Linked DNA regions of Zea mays: region 2 is linked to region 1. A link is a contact called in public Hi-C data. All regions are on one chromosome and are shown on one strand. The core of a region is the stretch at or near the end of the contact, and the rest is flanking DNA. Distances in the headings are between cores, read along the strand shown.

Region 1 (7,969 bases), core at 2,744-5,243:
TAACCAAGGCTCGGGCTACGCTCCCGAGCTACCCTAGGACATTTCCGAGACCAACGGGACCGATTTTGTAACGGAATCCCACCAGAGGGAGGCATCGAGCCCTCGGACCCCGTCAAAAGGGGACCGGGTCCGGCAAATCACCCGCATGTACTTTTGGAGCGTGCCTCCGGGCCACTAGCCGACCCCTAACGAATGGGGCACGGGCGTCCACTCGAATTACCCGTTAGCAACTCACTGGAGACACCATGTTCGGCGCCCTCCGAGGGCAACATGGCGCTTTCCCCCCCTCCTCCTTGCGGAAAGGCGACGCAGGGGCGTATGTAAAAAAGCCGAGTCTGTCCTTGACCGTCCTCTCGCTCTGTGCGGAGGCTCGGGGGCTGCTCTCGCAAACCCGGCTCCGGCCAAACTGTTGACAGCGTCAACATACCAGCCCGAGAACTTGGGACTCGACTGTGCACCCGGGCTACGGCCAGTTCGCATGAGGGAACAACCAGACCGGCCGAAGCATCACGAAACGCACTAAGACCTCGAAGGAGTCAAACCACTCCTCCGAGGCCTCGGGGGCTACACCCGGCGGGTGCGCTCGCGCGCACCCATCGGAACGAAACGCAACCGAGAAAGGCCGGTCCCCTTGCAAAAAAGTGCGACAAAAGCCTCCAAGCGAGTATCAACACTCCCTTCGAGGCTCGAGGGCTACTGTCGGGGACCATAATTAGGGGTACCCGCAAGACTCCTAAATCTCAGCTGGTAACCCCCATCAGCACAAACCTGCAAAGGCCTAATGGGTGCGGTTAAGGTCAAGGCTCAGTCCAATCAAGGGACACGATCTCGCCTCGCCCGAGCCCAGCCTCGGGCAAAGGCAGCCGACCCCGGAGGATTCACGTCTCGCCCGATGGCCCCCTCAAGCAACGGACACACCTCCGGCTCGCCCGAGGCCCAGTCTTCGCCAAGAAGCAACCTTGGCCAGATCGCCACGCCAACCGACCATATCGCAGGAGCATTTAATGCAAGGATGGCCTGACACCTCATCCTGACGCGCGCTCTTCAGTCGACAGAGCCGAAGTGACCGCAGTCACTTCGCCGCTCCACTGACCGACCTGACAAGAAGACAGCGCCGCCTGCGTCGCTTCGACTGCTGTGCCACTCGACAGAGTGAGGCTGACAGCAGCCAAGTCCGGCCTCGGGCGCCATAGTAAGCTCCGCCTCGCCCGACCCCAGGGCTCGAACTCAGCCTCGGCTCCGGAAGACGACGAACTCCGCCTCGCCCGACCCCAGGGCTCGGACTCAGCCTCGGCTCCGGAAGACGACGAACTCCGCCTCGCCCGACCCCAGGTCTCGGACTCGACCTCGACCTCGGAAGACAGACTTGACCTCGACCTCGGAGGAGCCTCCGCCTCGCCCAACCTAGGGCTCGGACCAACCACATCGCAGGGGGGCCATCATTACCCTACCCCTAGCTAGCTCAGGCTACGGGGAACAAGACCGGCGTCCCATCTGGCTCGCCCCGGTAAACAAATAATGATGGCGCCCCGCATGCTCCATGACGACGGCGGCTCTCAGCCCCTTACGGAAGCAAGGAGACGTCAGCAAGGACTCGACAGCCCCGACAGCTGTCCTTCCGCAAGGCTCCAGCGCTCCTCCGACGGCCACGACATCACATGAACACGGTGCCAAAACCTCTCCGGCTGCCACGACGGCATGTACTTAGGGCTCTAGCTCCTCTCTGCTAGACACGTTAGCACACTGCTACATCCCCCATTGTACACCTGGGCCCTCTCCTTACGCCTATAAAAGGACGGTCCAGGGCTCTCGTACGAGAAGGTTGGCCGCGCGGGAGAACGGGCCAACGCGTAAGTCTCTCGCTCTCTCCCACGCGGACGCTTGTAACCCCCTACTGCAAGCGCACCCGACCTGGGCGCAGGGCAACACGAAGGCCGCGGGTTTCCCCTTTCGCCTGTCTCCTTTTCCCCCCTTTGTGCTCCGTCTCGCGCCGACCCATCTGGGCTGGGACACGCGGCGACAATTTACTCGTCGGTCCAGGGACCCCCCGGGGTCGAAACGCCGACACTATCCATCAAAAAAATTTCAAGATTTTTTATTGTTTGTCTCCGCTCTCTGTATAATATATTTTTTATTTGGCTAACTGATGTTATTGTTTACTCCATGCAAATATGTCTTGGTACAACACGGCCAATGAAGTGAGCGATTAGAAGAGAGTTCACAACGATTGACTGAATGAACAGAGATTATAAAAGGACATAATTCCATCATACAGAGACCAAATAAGAGAAAATTTGTGAGATCAAGTTTATAAAATAAGTCCCATGAAGTCAAACTTATAAAAAAGATAGATCAAAATATGGAGTGATTGCTAAAGTCAGGCATCAATAAAAACTGGATGCGCTACATATAAATTACGCTACTTCGTAGCAATTACTAACGTTTAAAACCAACAAATAATCTTTCATTTTGATGTTAGTGTGACAAATCATTGCTGCTCCATCTAATTCAGCAACCTCAAACATTGTGTAGTCCATTGCGCCAATGTGGTCTCAGAAACGACCTAATGCTTGCAAGAGCAAAGAACGTCGTGCCGTGCTTGGGCTGTAGCCTCGGCCCGTAGTGTTGGCCCGGCCCGACACGATTATTTTTTTTATTTTACAAAAAAACGTATATACATATATACAATTTATATTCAACATTAAAAACATCTTAGCGTGATGTTCTACTGGTTAGACAGTTTCATCCCATGTCTCCCGCTCTTCTTCCATCAGGGCATGGGTTCAAACCTCACCTCTTGCACCGTTTTTTAACATTTTACGCTAATCTAATTAAATGGATCGATGGGCTAACGGGCTGGTCCGACACAGTTAGCAGGCCGGCATGACGTGACTATGCCATAGTTGTGGCCCGCGTGTATCTAGCCCGTGTCGGGCGTCGTTACGCTGATTTAATTAAATGGATCGACGGGCTAACGGGCTGGCCCGACACAGTTAGCAGGTCGGCATGACGTGCCTGTGCCATAGTTGTGGTCCGCGTGTATCTAGCCCGTGTCGGGCGTCGTTACGCTGATTTAATTAAATGGATCGACGGGCTAACGGGCTGACCCGACACAGTTAGCAGGCCGGCATGACGTGTTTGTGCCATAGTTGTGGCCCGCGTGCATCTAGCCCGTGTCGGGCGTCGTTACGCTGATTTAATTAAATGGATCGACGGGCTAACGGTCTGGTCCGACACAGTTAGCAGGCCGGCATGACGTGCCTGTGCCATAGTTGTGGCCCGCGTGCATCTAGCCCGTGTCGAGCGTCGTTTGACATCTATAGACGTGCAGCGGATTAATTTAAAATAGCTGTGAGGGATTATTTGTAAAAAAATGACGCATGACTACCGTTGAAACTGATGCTTTAAGTATAGTATAGTATTATATATATATATATATATATATATATATATATATATATATATATATATATATATATATATATATATATATATATATATATATATATATATATATATATATATATATATATATGAGGATAGGAAAGTGCGGAAAAAATATAATATAATATATGGTAGTTATATATATAGTAATTGTGACCGTAAAATGATATTGGATAGAGTAGAAAACTTTCTGTTTAGGATGGAATCTTTTTTTAGGGTAGAGAAGGGCTGGGCTGACGAAGTGCTAATTCCTCAAGCTCAAGCTCAGCCCACGATCTCCAGAACGTACCATATGTCAGTCCATATTTGGCCTGCCATTATTTCCCCGAGCGTCCCATATTTGCGAGAGATTCTGATATTTGCCATCAGCAAGAAACAGGTTTGTAAAATTGCCATCAGACTCACATTTCATAGACCTAGCTGGACCCATAATTCATACACACAATGGTAATTATAATAAGAAGACAACATTATGAGTGGCAAAAATCCAATTATCTCCGTATTTGCAATCTGAAGCACCCTGTTCGCAAAACCTCTCCTGCTCCTGCCGCCGCCGCCATGGAGAGTGCGCCGCAAACCCCCACCATGGCGGCCGCCGGCGATGTCCTTCGCGTGGCCGACCTCCCGGGACGAGGTCGCGGTCTCGTGGCCGCCCGCAACGTCCGCGAGGGTGAGGTGCTCCTCTCCGAGCCTCCCGTCCTCCTCTACCCGTCGACCCTCTCCTCCCTCCGCTCATACTGCTCCGCCTGCTTCCGCTCCCTCCCCCCCGCCGCCACGATTCCCTGCGTTTCCTGCCGCGCCGCTGCCTTCTGCTCCCCGGCCTGCGCCGCCGCTTCGCACCCGCACCTCCTCTGTGCCGCGCTCTCCCACGGCGGCGGCGCTGGCCTCGCCGCCGCCGCTCCCACCGAGGCGATCCAAGAGCCGCTCCTCTTCCTTCTCTCCGCCTACTCCCTCCCGGAGTCAACCATGCGCTCCATGCTCTCTCTCTCCTCGGCGCCGCCCCCGCCCCCGGGCGCGCAGGACGCCGCGGGGCTCCATGCTGCTGTGGCAGCCCTAGCGCCGCCGCACATGCTTCCCCAGGGATTGTCGCCAGACCTAACGGCGGCTCTCCTCGCCAAGGACCGGGGCAACAGCTTCGCCATCATGGAGCCGTACCGACACGGGATGTCGCTCGAGCTCCTGAAGGCGCGGGCCTACGCAGTCTACCCCCGTGCTTCGCTGTTCAACCATGACTGCCTGCCCAATGCGTGCCATTTCGATTACCCCGACAGGCCTGGGCCAGGGAACACTGACATTGTGGTGCGTGCACTCCATGACATACCCGAGGGGAGGGAGGTCTGCATCAGCTACTTTGCGGCTAATTGGAGGTATGCTGATAGGCAGCGCAGGCTGCTGGAGGATTATGGGTTCCGGTGCGAGTGTGATCGCTGTCAGGTGGAGAGTCAGTGGAAGGATGATGATGATAACAATGGAGATGATGGGGATGACACCATGGAAGAGGAGGGTGAGGATGATGTTGGAGATAGAGGTGATGATGGGATTGAGGAGGAAGAGGGGGATGGTGCTACCAATGGCGGTGATGATGATTTCCCACATGCCTACTTCTTTGTCAGGTACTTATGTGACAATGAGGGTTGTTGGGGTATGCTTGCTCCATTGCCACCCTCACCAAACGGCGACCTGTCCCATGTGTTTGAATGCAATCTCTGTGGGAAGCTGAGGAAGGAAGAGGATGTCATTCCTGATGAGGGCACTTCTGGCATGGTCCATTAGTTTGATGAAAACATACTGATCCGTGTGCTGCTTCTTTTAGTGGGTAAGAATTTGCTACACTCCTCCATTTTACTGTTCTTGGGCACGCTAATTCACTTCTCTAGTAATATTTTCTGAAGCCGATACAATTAGTTATGCTCTATAATCTGATTTAATATTTTACAGAGTTAAAGAAAATAATGTTCAGTTGGGAATATTATGTAGAGTATGTATGGAAGGATTTGATTAGGTTGCTGTTTTAACCATGTTATCAATAATCTAATCTATCTCAATTTTGTTTTTATTTTGTAATTTGCACATTGTTGGATGTAGATATCTTGTTTGGTGGTTTCTCTTAATTCCCTGGTTGAATTCAGGAAAGGGGGACAATGTCAGTACTCAGGAGTTAAGTTATACTAATAATTTGCAGTTTGGCACTTATTTTCTTTAGAATAATGAAATGTTTAGAAACTTACCCTTCAGAATATCCCCTTGTTGGATCCTTTGATTATGATTATTCCTTGGATCAAGATTATAGTCGTGTGGATATTGATTACACTCACTTTGTGATCCAATATTTTTTGTTAGCAAGTAAATAAGTCACCACCATCAGCTCTTTGCTATCACTATTCACTTGTTTGTGCTACTTTCTCCGGTTTGCATATTTGTACGGGTGAGCTATTGATGTAACGTTGTTTCTAAATTTAAGCTACATCGTCCTCTGCTTTTAGATTGTTAGTTCTGCCATACACTTCGTGCTTCAAATCATTCTTGGCGAAGTTTTCCTTGTGTGAGCTAGTTTTTTACTGGAGTGTGTAGATTACATTGTTTTTATAGGAGGCTATGCCCAGGGGCCAGGGCCAATGTTGAAAAGGGATTTGACATTGCATGAATAAGCTACCAGCCTTAGCATGTTAGAAACAAAAGACTTTGGCCATAGAGTCTCTAGCCTAATTAACATGAACACTACTCTCCCCGTTTTAAACTGTAAGTCATTTTGTTTTTTCTAGGTACATAGATTTATGCACCTAGATATACACTATGTCTAAGATACATAGTAAAACTATGTTTGTAGAAAAGCCAAGACGTTAATTTAGGACAAAGGGAGTACAAAATTAAGGTGGACTAGCAGTCTAGCACCACTAATTGTGCCGTTGGTGTAAATGTCCATTATAGTATAGGAGGGTCATAGTAGTAAATTTCCACTCATGTCACAAATAAAGGGACCATATCGGTCAAAGCTAATTATTTTTAGGAGCCTAAGAACTCTATGAAGCTCCTCTCACACTTATTTGACACAATTTTTCTTTATACAAATGTAGGAGTCAGGGAAGTCTGTTGTTTAAATCTACTGACTGAAGTATCCCAGCTCCAATGAGAGGCCGCATAATAAAAAATCCAAAAGGTTAAGAGTGAGTATGGTCCTAATAAGGCATCAAAATGTCTTTTTTTGTAGAGAAGATAGCCATATGCAGACTGTAATAGCTTGAAACTAGTTTCCAAAGAAGGATAATTATGACTCAATTTTAATTAATGAATCCCTTTATGTTCATATACTTGGATGATCAACTCTGCAGATTACTAATTCTTCATGGGGGACTGTTTATTTATTTACTATGCCGATGCTGGCAATAGGGCGAATTTAAAATGTTGATGAAGCCCTAAGCAGTCTACTCTCCTGTTGTTATTAGTTAATGTTTGTTTTAGATCAAATACATAATCTATGTCCCTAGCATGAGAGAAACACTACTGTAGTTTATTTATTAGCTAATGATGATCTATTATACCTTTGGTGGCGACATCATTTTTCCTGCTTAAACAAGGCATTGTACGGATCCCTGTGCAGAGTATGAACTTACGACATGAGCCTTTCAATCAAAGGGGAGAAAGTTGGAAGATGATGTCTAGCCATGTAAAGAGAATGAGAATTGGCCAATGTCCATAACTCTTCCAAGATTTGAGCCAGAGGGCAGGGGGTGGGGGTGGAGTTAAAGAGTTCATTGCTGGCAAACCATTTAGCCTTAGGGGATGATCATTGCTGCTAATCTCCACCTTAATTTAGTAGTGTTCATGTTAATTAGGCTACAAATCCTGTGGCGAAGGTCTAACACAAGCTTGGATAAGTAAGAGAAGTGAGTGTCAAAATGGCACATTATTTCATTTTTAGTTTCATGGAGATACCCAGTTTGAGCAGTATCTAGGTACGAGGAGTTACAAATTTGTTTATGTTATGTATTGTGCTCTTGCGTCATACTGATAAGAGAACCGTGATGACAAAATCCACCTGTTTTGGTGTTTACCTTGAGCCTTGTAAAGGTTTTCATTAACATTTCATCATGCTTCACAATCAGATGTGTTTCATTTTCAAGGAAAATGACTACATTACATATTTTACATGATTGTGAACTGAATCAGAACCGAATGTTTGTGTCACTGATTTTCTGATGTGCAAACAATTCAATGGCAGAGCTCTTGGTGAAGGAAGCCTGTTAATTCCTTGGCTGTTCGGCAGAAAGGGCATGGGTTCGATTCATCTGGACGTTGGAATTGTTCATGTAATACCATGTAGGCAAAACCTTAGCTTACTATTCTTAGAAATCTAATTTGGTTGTAGATTTTTTTCGTGACTCAAATCTGGGAAGGAAAACTTGGATAGGTGAGCCTGAGTTCGGAATTACAGTGGGTTGATCAGTTTTGTGTATGTTGTCTGGACATAGCCGCCGGGTAAAGGACAGTGTTGCGGTATACCAAGCGAGTTAGCGCTTGGCCCTAT
Region 2 (7,969 bases), core at 3,855-6,354, 150 kb after region 1:
TCCTGCCCGAGGTTGGCCTCGCAAGCCATGATTGTCTCCCGCCCGAGATTGGCCTTGGGCAAGGCATGACTGCATCTCCCACCCGAGGTTGGCCTCGAGCGAGGCGTGACTGCGTCTCTCGCCCAGGGTTGGCCTCGGGCGAGCCGTGACTGCGTCTCCCATCCAGGGTTGGCCTCAGACGAGGCGTGACTGCGTCTCCCCCCAGGGGTTGGCCTCGGTCGAGGCGTGACTACGTCTCCCGCCCAAGGTTGGCCTCGCGAGCCATGACTGTCTCCCGCCCAAGGTTAGCCTTGGGCGAGCTGTGACCGTGTCACCCGCTCGGGGGTTGGCCTCGGGTGAGGTGTGGTTGTGCCTCCCGCCGGGGGTTGGCCTCGGTATAGCCGTGACTACGTCTCTCGCTCGAGGTTGGCCACGTGCGAGGAGTGGATGTGTCTCTCGCCCGGGGTTGGCCTCAGACGAGCCGTGACTGCCTCTCCCGTCCGAGGTTGGCCTCGAGCGAGTTGTGATTGTGTCTCCCGCCCGGGGTTGGCCTCGGGTGAGTCGCTCAAAATTTTTTCATCGAACCTATATTTTTAATATATTGTTCAATATTACTATAAAAATATATAAAATAAGTATAACAATATACTCTATATATTCTTGCATACTTGATGTACATACTTACTCTAGATAGTCTATTACAATCATGTATTATGTATATATATACTTTATCACCGTATTTGAGCATCGAAGAGTAGCTCACATTTGGTTCAAACTACTGTGAGTTGTCCACTGTAAACAAATTGTATATTATTTATATGCATTTTATTTAACTATATCAGCTAATCAATATATCTAATTAAAAAATCGATTTCATATTTGTGTTTCGATATTTTTATAAATAAATAAATTTCAAATTTTCATTTTAATAATATTTTTATTATATCACTTAATTATTTTAATTCTATTTAATTTTTATTTGTCACATAAGTTTATTAATATAACAAATTTGGATAAGCAATAAAAGAAGAAGTAGGCTCAAAAAGCTGAACCAAACGCACCCTGGGGCCTATGGCTTAATTAGTTTCATACCATTCTATACGGTACTCCCTTCATCGGTTCACCCTAGATTCTAAATATTTCAATTTTGTAGACTTAGAACATCTTAAATTTAATCAGATTTGTATAACGAAATAATAATATTTATAAAATAAGATAAGTATTATTACATTATTCATTAATTATACTTTATAGTATGCCTGTTTTATGATATTTTTTTGTAATTTTTCTATAATAGTAGTAACTTGAGATGTTTTAACTTTTTCAAAAAAGATTAAAACACTTTATAATTTAAAACGTAGGGAGTATTTATTATTTGCCCCATTGGGTGGATGGTCCATTCCTCCGTATCGGAAAAGATTGTCTGGATGTCATTCTCAAAGGAGCCATGGTGGCTTTGTTTGGAGCTGTCAGTGGTGCCAAAAAGGCAAAGGGAGGCAGTTTCGTCCTTTTATTTTTTTCCTGTTGTCTCAACTGCGTGTGTGGCACGAGCTGTCAGTGGTGCCAAATAAGCAAAGGTCGAGTGCAAACTAACCACTTTTGCTGGTAGTGCGCATATGAGCTGAAACGGATTTTTTTTTTTTTTTTGCCTGGTTTGCACGCTTCGCTTGCTTATCATTTTATTACACCGAGAATGCAGGTCAAGTTATTCAAACAATATACCTAATAGTTCAGCTATTAGCTATTTTTTAGCAAATAGTTAATAGTTAGCTAGCTAATTATAAAAACATTTTTAGCTAACTAATTATTAGACCGTGTCTAGCAGTTTATTAATATAGTCGTCCAAAACATTTTTTAGGCTTCATTGTTCGTAGTGAAGTTTCTATATATATATATATATATATATATATATATATATATATATATATATATATATATATATATATATATATATATATATATATATATATATAATATATATATATATATATATAATATATATATATGAAGGAGTAAACTCTTGGAGATAGTCTTTAACTATCGACACGTTTCCAAAAAAATGACCCATACATTTTCCGGGAGGACGCAACATTTCTGCCCTGCCTATCTTTGTTTTGTTCTCCGACAAGATCTGGACAGCTTTTTTGTTCTTGAGTTTGAGTGTTTCAAAATGGCATACTAAGCCTAGTTTGGCAACTCCATTTCTCGAAAAAATAAACTAATTTTTCTTGATAAAATGAAAACTCCTTACGAAAATGAGGTTGACAAACTAGCCTAATTACTGCTTCACAGACCATTTTGGTATTTTTTAAATATATAGCTTTGATTATGCATCTAGATATAAATTATTTCTAGATATGTAACAGAAACAATATGTACTTAAAAATGTCTAAACGAATGAGTAGTTTGGTTATTAAAATTATATGTTTGGTTTTCTTCCGTAACTTACCAAACCAAATTAGTCCCGGTTTGGAGAGCCTGTATTTTTCTAGTCTTGAGACAAGACTATTGTATTTAGGAATACCATGGTTTTAGAGACTAAAAGGTGTTTGGTAGACTATCTAAAATCATAGTATATAAATCTTTGGGGTCCTGTTTGGAAGCTTGGTATTTTTCAGTTTTAAGGCAATACTATGGTATTTAATGATACCGTAGTATTGAAAACCTTTGGTTTGTATAGGTAAACACATTTTTAAATATAATGGTTTACTCAAAACCATGGTATTTTTTGGAGTTTTGAAAACTCCACTCAAGACCTCAATTTTCTTCTGTTCTCTCTGCAAATACTTTGGTTTTCTAATAGAACCAAACACATCTTGATTTTAAGCGATACTGTGGTTTTACTACGGTAAAGTAATATTGTAGTATTTGTGTCATGTGCAATTGTAAACTATAATATTTCAAAACTGCATTACCAAACAAGCCCTTAGTGTTTTTACAGTTTTAAAGCAATAATATGGTATTTTATGATATTGTATTATTGAGATCCAACAAGTGTTTGGTTGGTACAGACAAAACATAGTTTTAAATAACACGGTCTATCTAAAACTGTGGTATTTTCAGAGTTTTGGAAACTCCACTCAGGAGACCTCTGTTTTCTTCTATTCTCTCTACATATACTTTGATTTTCTTAATGGAACCAAATAGATCTCAGTTTTAAGCAACTGTGGTTTTACTGTGATAGAGTAAACTGTAATATTTATGTCATGTCTGATTATAAAATATGATATTTCAAAACTATATTACCAAACAGTAGCTTGGTTTTGGCAATACCATGGTAGAGTATAGAAAACTATGGTCTAGACCAAGTTTTTGCCCTGGACGTGAAGCGATCCCTTTGTCACACACTTTTTTCATGTGAACTTTCACGCACTTATTTTTTCAGTCCATGTTAATTGTTACGACTTATTTGGCTTATGATCATCAATCAACAACTTATGAATGTAATTTGATGGCGGCACAAACACCATAGTACCAATTAGGTGTTCGATTGACTGTTGTAAAAATACTATAGTTATGCTATAACAATTATTAGACTGTGATATTGAAAAACAGTGGTTTTTCACTTTCAAACCAGGACTGACTTGTCACTTGTGGCGTGCGGCGGTGCGACCAGCACAAACGTATTTCAGTTCCTGTGCCACAGGCTGCTGAAAGCTTTGCGAGCAAATTTGCGCCCTAGTTTTGGTATCACCTCAGCTACTATTAATATCGGTATATTTTTTAAATATTACTTGGAAAAACTTTTTTAAAAAATCAACTAACTAGAAAATGAGACGTTCATTTATTTTGCGATCTCAAAACTGTACATCCCGAAGATCTCAATTCTGAAACAAAAAAAAGGGCGGGTGGGGTGACTGGCGACTAATAGCATCTCCAACCTATAAAAATGTATTAAAATGAGTATATTTTATAAAATTTAGCGTAACAAATATATATTATAGAACAACAGATATAGTATATTTAAGACTTTTGAGAGTATATTTTATAATTTTTTGATCTAATTTTATAAAATAAGACACCGTTATAGTAGTTTTTTATGTATTGAGCCTCATATTTTAATTTAAGACACCAATTTAAGATATTATTGAGATGCTCTAATTTAGGAGGATAATATGAGGACCAGTGCCTGCCCTGCCAGCTCACCCGCTGCATCAGCAGGACCAGTGAGCGCCAGACCTGCTGTAAATTTGCTCGTGGTGACTCAAAACCAGCGTGCGGATGAATTTCTACTCGTGTTGGAGTTTTCAGTTGAAGTGCCAATTCCAATTTGTTCTTGTGGTGGGCTCCTCACCTACCTCCCGCCGTACTCCAGCCAAGCGGCCATCCAGCTCTTCCTGCACCTTCCTTTATGAACGTGCGGAGCCAGAGAGCAGGCTGCTCTCTCTCTCCCCCCTCTCTTCTATCTCTCTATCTCTACAGTCTACACAAATCATATTTCCCCAGCGTACACCTTCTGTCTGCTGGATTACTGTGGATTTGACCATCGTACGGCAGCCCACATCGCTGCTTCTCCCCCGGTCGGTTACTGTAGCACCAAAGTTTGATCTTGCCGGGGTTTGGAGGAGGTGAAAGGTTGGGGTTTTCTTGGTCCTGGGAATCTGTCCAGGTTCGTCTCTCTATGTGAAGATTCTGAGAGGTTGGCTGTGAGTCAAGATTTTCGGCTCGGCGGTGGCGAATCCTCTGCTCCTGACTCCGATTTGGGTATTCTCGTTCTTGATTCCTGACTCTTGGCCCGAAACTTCTGTTCTGTTCTTGCCGAAATCGAAGGGAAACAGCTCCATTCTGGTTGCAAGTTCTTTGTAAAGATTCGAGGTGGCATTCAGATTTCGGTTACCTGTGCTTGTGCTGTTGGTTTTGCTTCGAAAATTTGCTGTTTGGGTAGACCAAGGTTACTGACGGCCTCCGCCGCCGCAGATGTGCGGATTTGAGATGGAATCGCAGTGAGAGGGTTGAAGAGTTGTTCCTGTCCCTGATTCTGGTGGCTTAGTTTCTGGTGCTCTGTTTGGCAACTTAAGCGCTTCCATTTTCGGTTCATGCAAGGGTCGCTTTCGGCCATCGGGGAGCTCTCAGCCGTGAGGTTTTGAGGTGGGATTGTGTCATTGTGACCTCAAGGTTGAAGGAGATGCTTATGGCGTCGATGTCAGATAGCGAGACGACCAACCGAGGCAGCATGTGGGAACTGGATCAGAACCTTGATCAGCCCATGGACGAGGAGGCCAGTCAACTGAAGAACATGTACAAAGAAAAGGTATCGTTTTCATCCTTGCTATCATCGCATTTAGATTATTAGTCTCTGTATATCTGAAAGAAACATGGTGGTCCTTCGATAGTTCGATGTACAATATTCTATTGATGGTTCAGGGGATCATTTCAATATAAAGGGGTATCGGAAACTGTATGTAACATGTGCTGTTACTGCTGTTTTTTTCCTGTTGCAGGAACTATATTCAGATTCTTACAACTTGTTTTGTCTATTCATCTTAAAGTGCCACAACAGCTGTGCTCCATGTCTCATGTACTGCTAGACCTTTAACTGTGTCCTTAGCAAAAAAAGACTAACTTGATCTTTAAATTTGTTCATGCAGAAATTTTCGTCAATTTTGTTACTGCGGCTCGCGTTTCAAAGTCTTGGGGTAGTGTTTGGGGACTTAGGTACATCACCATTGTATGTTTTCTACAATATCTTTCCACATGGTGTTGACGAAGACGAGGATGTAATTGGAGCTCTATCCTTGATCATTTACACACTCACCCTCATCCCTCTGATGAAGTATGTTTTTGTCGTCTTGCGAGCTAACGACAATGGTCAAGGTGAGATAGAGCATTCTTGTATTTTAGCCTAGTCTGTTGCCTCTTATGATTTCTATGGTATTTGCAATAATTACGAGTGCTCTTGTCGCATTTACACATTTGCAAATGTATGAGCCGTTAGTTCACAGAGATTTTGCAATTTTACCATCTGGTTTGGTTGGCAGAATCTCATGACAAAACAGTGCTCTAGTGAAACAAAGGATTTGTGTCGAGTATCACCACGGTTTAAATATGAGATGTCAGAGTGATTGCTATGCATCACTTTACTAACCATGAAATCTGTAGAAGGTGAAACTCTTAGTTCATTTTAGATTTTATTTTGTGACAAGAAATACTTCTCCTTCAGCTGGTATAGTTTGTTTCCAGAAGTTTTCTGACAACATTTCTTTTTCTGGTTATTCACAGGTGGCACGTTTGCTCTTTATTCTCTACTGTGCCGGCATGCAAAGGTCAGCACTATACCCAACCAACATAAGACAGATGAAGAATTAACAACTTATAGTCGGCAAACTTATGAGGAGAATTCACTTGCAGCAAAAGTGAAGAAATGGCTAGAGGGGCATGCATATAAAAAGAACTGCCTTCTTATTCTTGTTCTCATTGGTACCTGTACCGCCATCGGAGATGGGATTCTTACTCCTGCAATCTCAGGTATTCAGAATCGTAGTTGAATAAATCCAATGCAGCTGCGATCTAAGCTGTATTTTGTATGTTATATGCAGTTCTTTCTGCGGCAGGTGGAATAAGGGTCCAGAATCAGAACATGAGTACAGGTATATTTTTTTCTTTTCTGTATGGTTATATCTGTGTTCATTGTTGAATCTGGTGGACTATTTCCTTGATCTGGTGAGGAGCATAACTTACTTTGCCTAATCTGATTAGTCTAATATCTTCAATTCCTGGCAGATGTGGTCGTAATCGTCGCGGTGTTTATATTAATTGGCTTATTCTGCATGCAACACTATGGGACAGATAAAGTTGGGTGGCTCTTTGCACCTTTGGTGCTCCTTTGGTTTATTCTAATCGGGAGCGTTGGGTTAGTGAACATACGCAAATACAACAGTTCTGTTCTAAAAGCATACAATCCAGTCTACATCTTCCGGTATTTTAGACGAGGCAAGTCTGAGATTTGGACATCTCTTGGAGGAGTCATGCTTAGCATCACAGGTATCTCTTGGACATCTCTTGGCAATTCAACTTTAACTTCTGCATCAATTGTAAGATGAAACAGAGTTACCTTATCTATATGCCTTTTTCTATGCAGGGACTGAAGCATTGTATGCAGATCTATGTCACTTCCCTGTATTGGCTATTCAGGTGAGTGTTCAAATAGAAAAATTATGAATTATGATAATACCTCAATGGATTAATCATGTCTATGTCCAGTTTGCGTTCACCTTAGTGGTGTTCCCCTGCCTTCTACTGGCGTACACTGGGCAGGCTGCCTACATCATTGACAACAAGGATCATGTAGTTGATGCCTTCTACCGCTCCATTCCAGGTTCTTCTGAAATCTAAACAAATCTTATCCATCTCATATGTGAACAGCTATACCACCATATCAAGCCCACTATGTGCAAATTGGCACAGTGCTCATCCCACTACTGTTACTGTATGTTAATGCTTTGTACACTTCACTATACTAAAGCTGAGATACTCTCACTGCAGAGGCCATATACTGGCCAGCCTTCATCATAGCAACTCTTGCGGCAGTAGTTGCAAGTCAAGCAACCATATCTGCTACCTACTCGATAATTAAGCAAGCCCTTGCACTGGGCTGTTTCCCCCGTGTCAATGTTGTGCATACCTCGAAGAAATTTCTGGGGCAGATTTACATCCCTGACATCAATTGGGTACTTATGATTCTTTGCATTGCTGTAACTGCTGGATTCAAGAATCAAAGCCAGATAGGAAATGCATATGGTGAGTTTTTCTAGGGTGAAGTTGGTTTGTGTCTATCACGCTTTCAGCGCACTTAACTTGGAACACATATCAGTTTACATGTTACTTCTAAATGGAAGGTGGCTAGCAGGACTTTGTAGTTTTTTTAAGTAAACACTGTAGTTTCTTTTCAGGTCATAGTACAAACATAGATGCTTACAAATGCGCATCTACGCTCACCCTTATGCACATGTACTACCTCTATGAGCAGTCATCACAAGTGTCTCATGGACGG

The links. Hi-C and Micro-C count contacts between places; a contact is called where the count stands out from the background.
Region 2: a Hi-C map of tassel shows a contact between it and region 1, with 2.9 times the contacts expected there. The contact joins the promoter of LOC103641145 here to the promoter of LOC100276756 in region 1. A contact is called at or near these places in 3 of 25 Hi-C or Micro-C datasets (leaf and tassel).

The regions. Positions count from the first base shown.
Region 1 is chr10:64,538,821-64,546,789 of Zm-B73-REFERENCE-NAM-5.0, forward strand. It overlaps LOC100276756, which reads left to right and starts at 3,994. Exons shown (of 2, transcript NM_001312889.2): 1 at 3,994-5,260; 2 at 7,664-7,868. The coding sequence starts at 4,003. The coding sequence ends at 5,217.
Region 2 is chr10:64,684,290-64,692,258 of Zm-B73-REFERENCE-NAM-5.0, forward strand. LOC103641145 reads left to right here and starts at 5,105. Exons shown (of 9, transcript NM_001301488.1): 1 at 5,105-5,230; 2 at 5,568-5,793; 3 at 6,199-6,444; 4 at 6,516-6,566; 5 at 6,700-6,960; 6 at 7,058-7,110; 7 at 7,180-7,294; 8 at 7,462-7,716. The coding sequence starts at 5,105.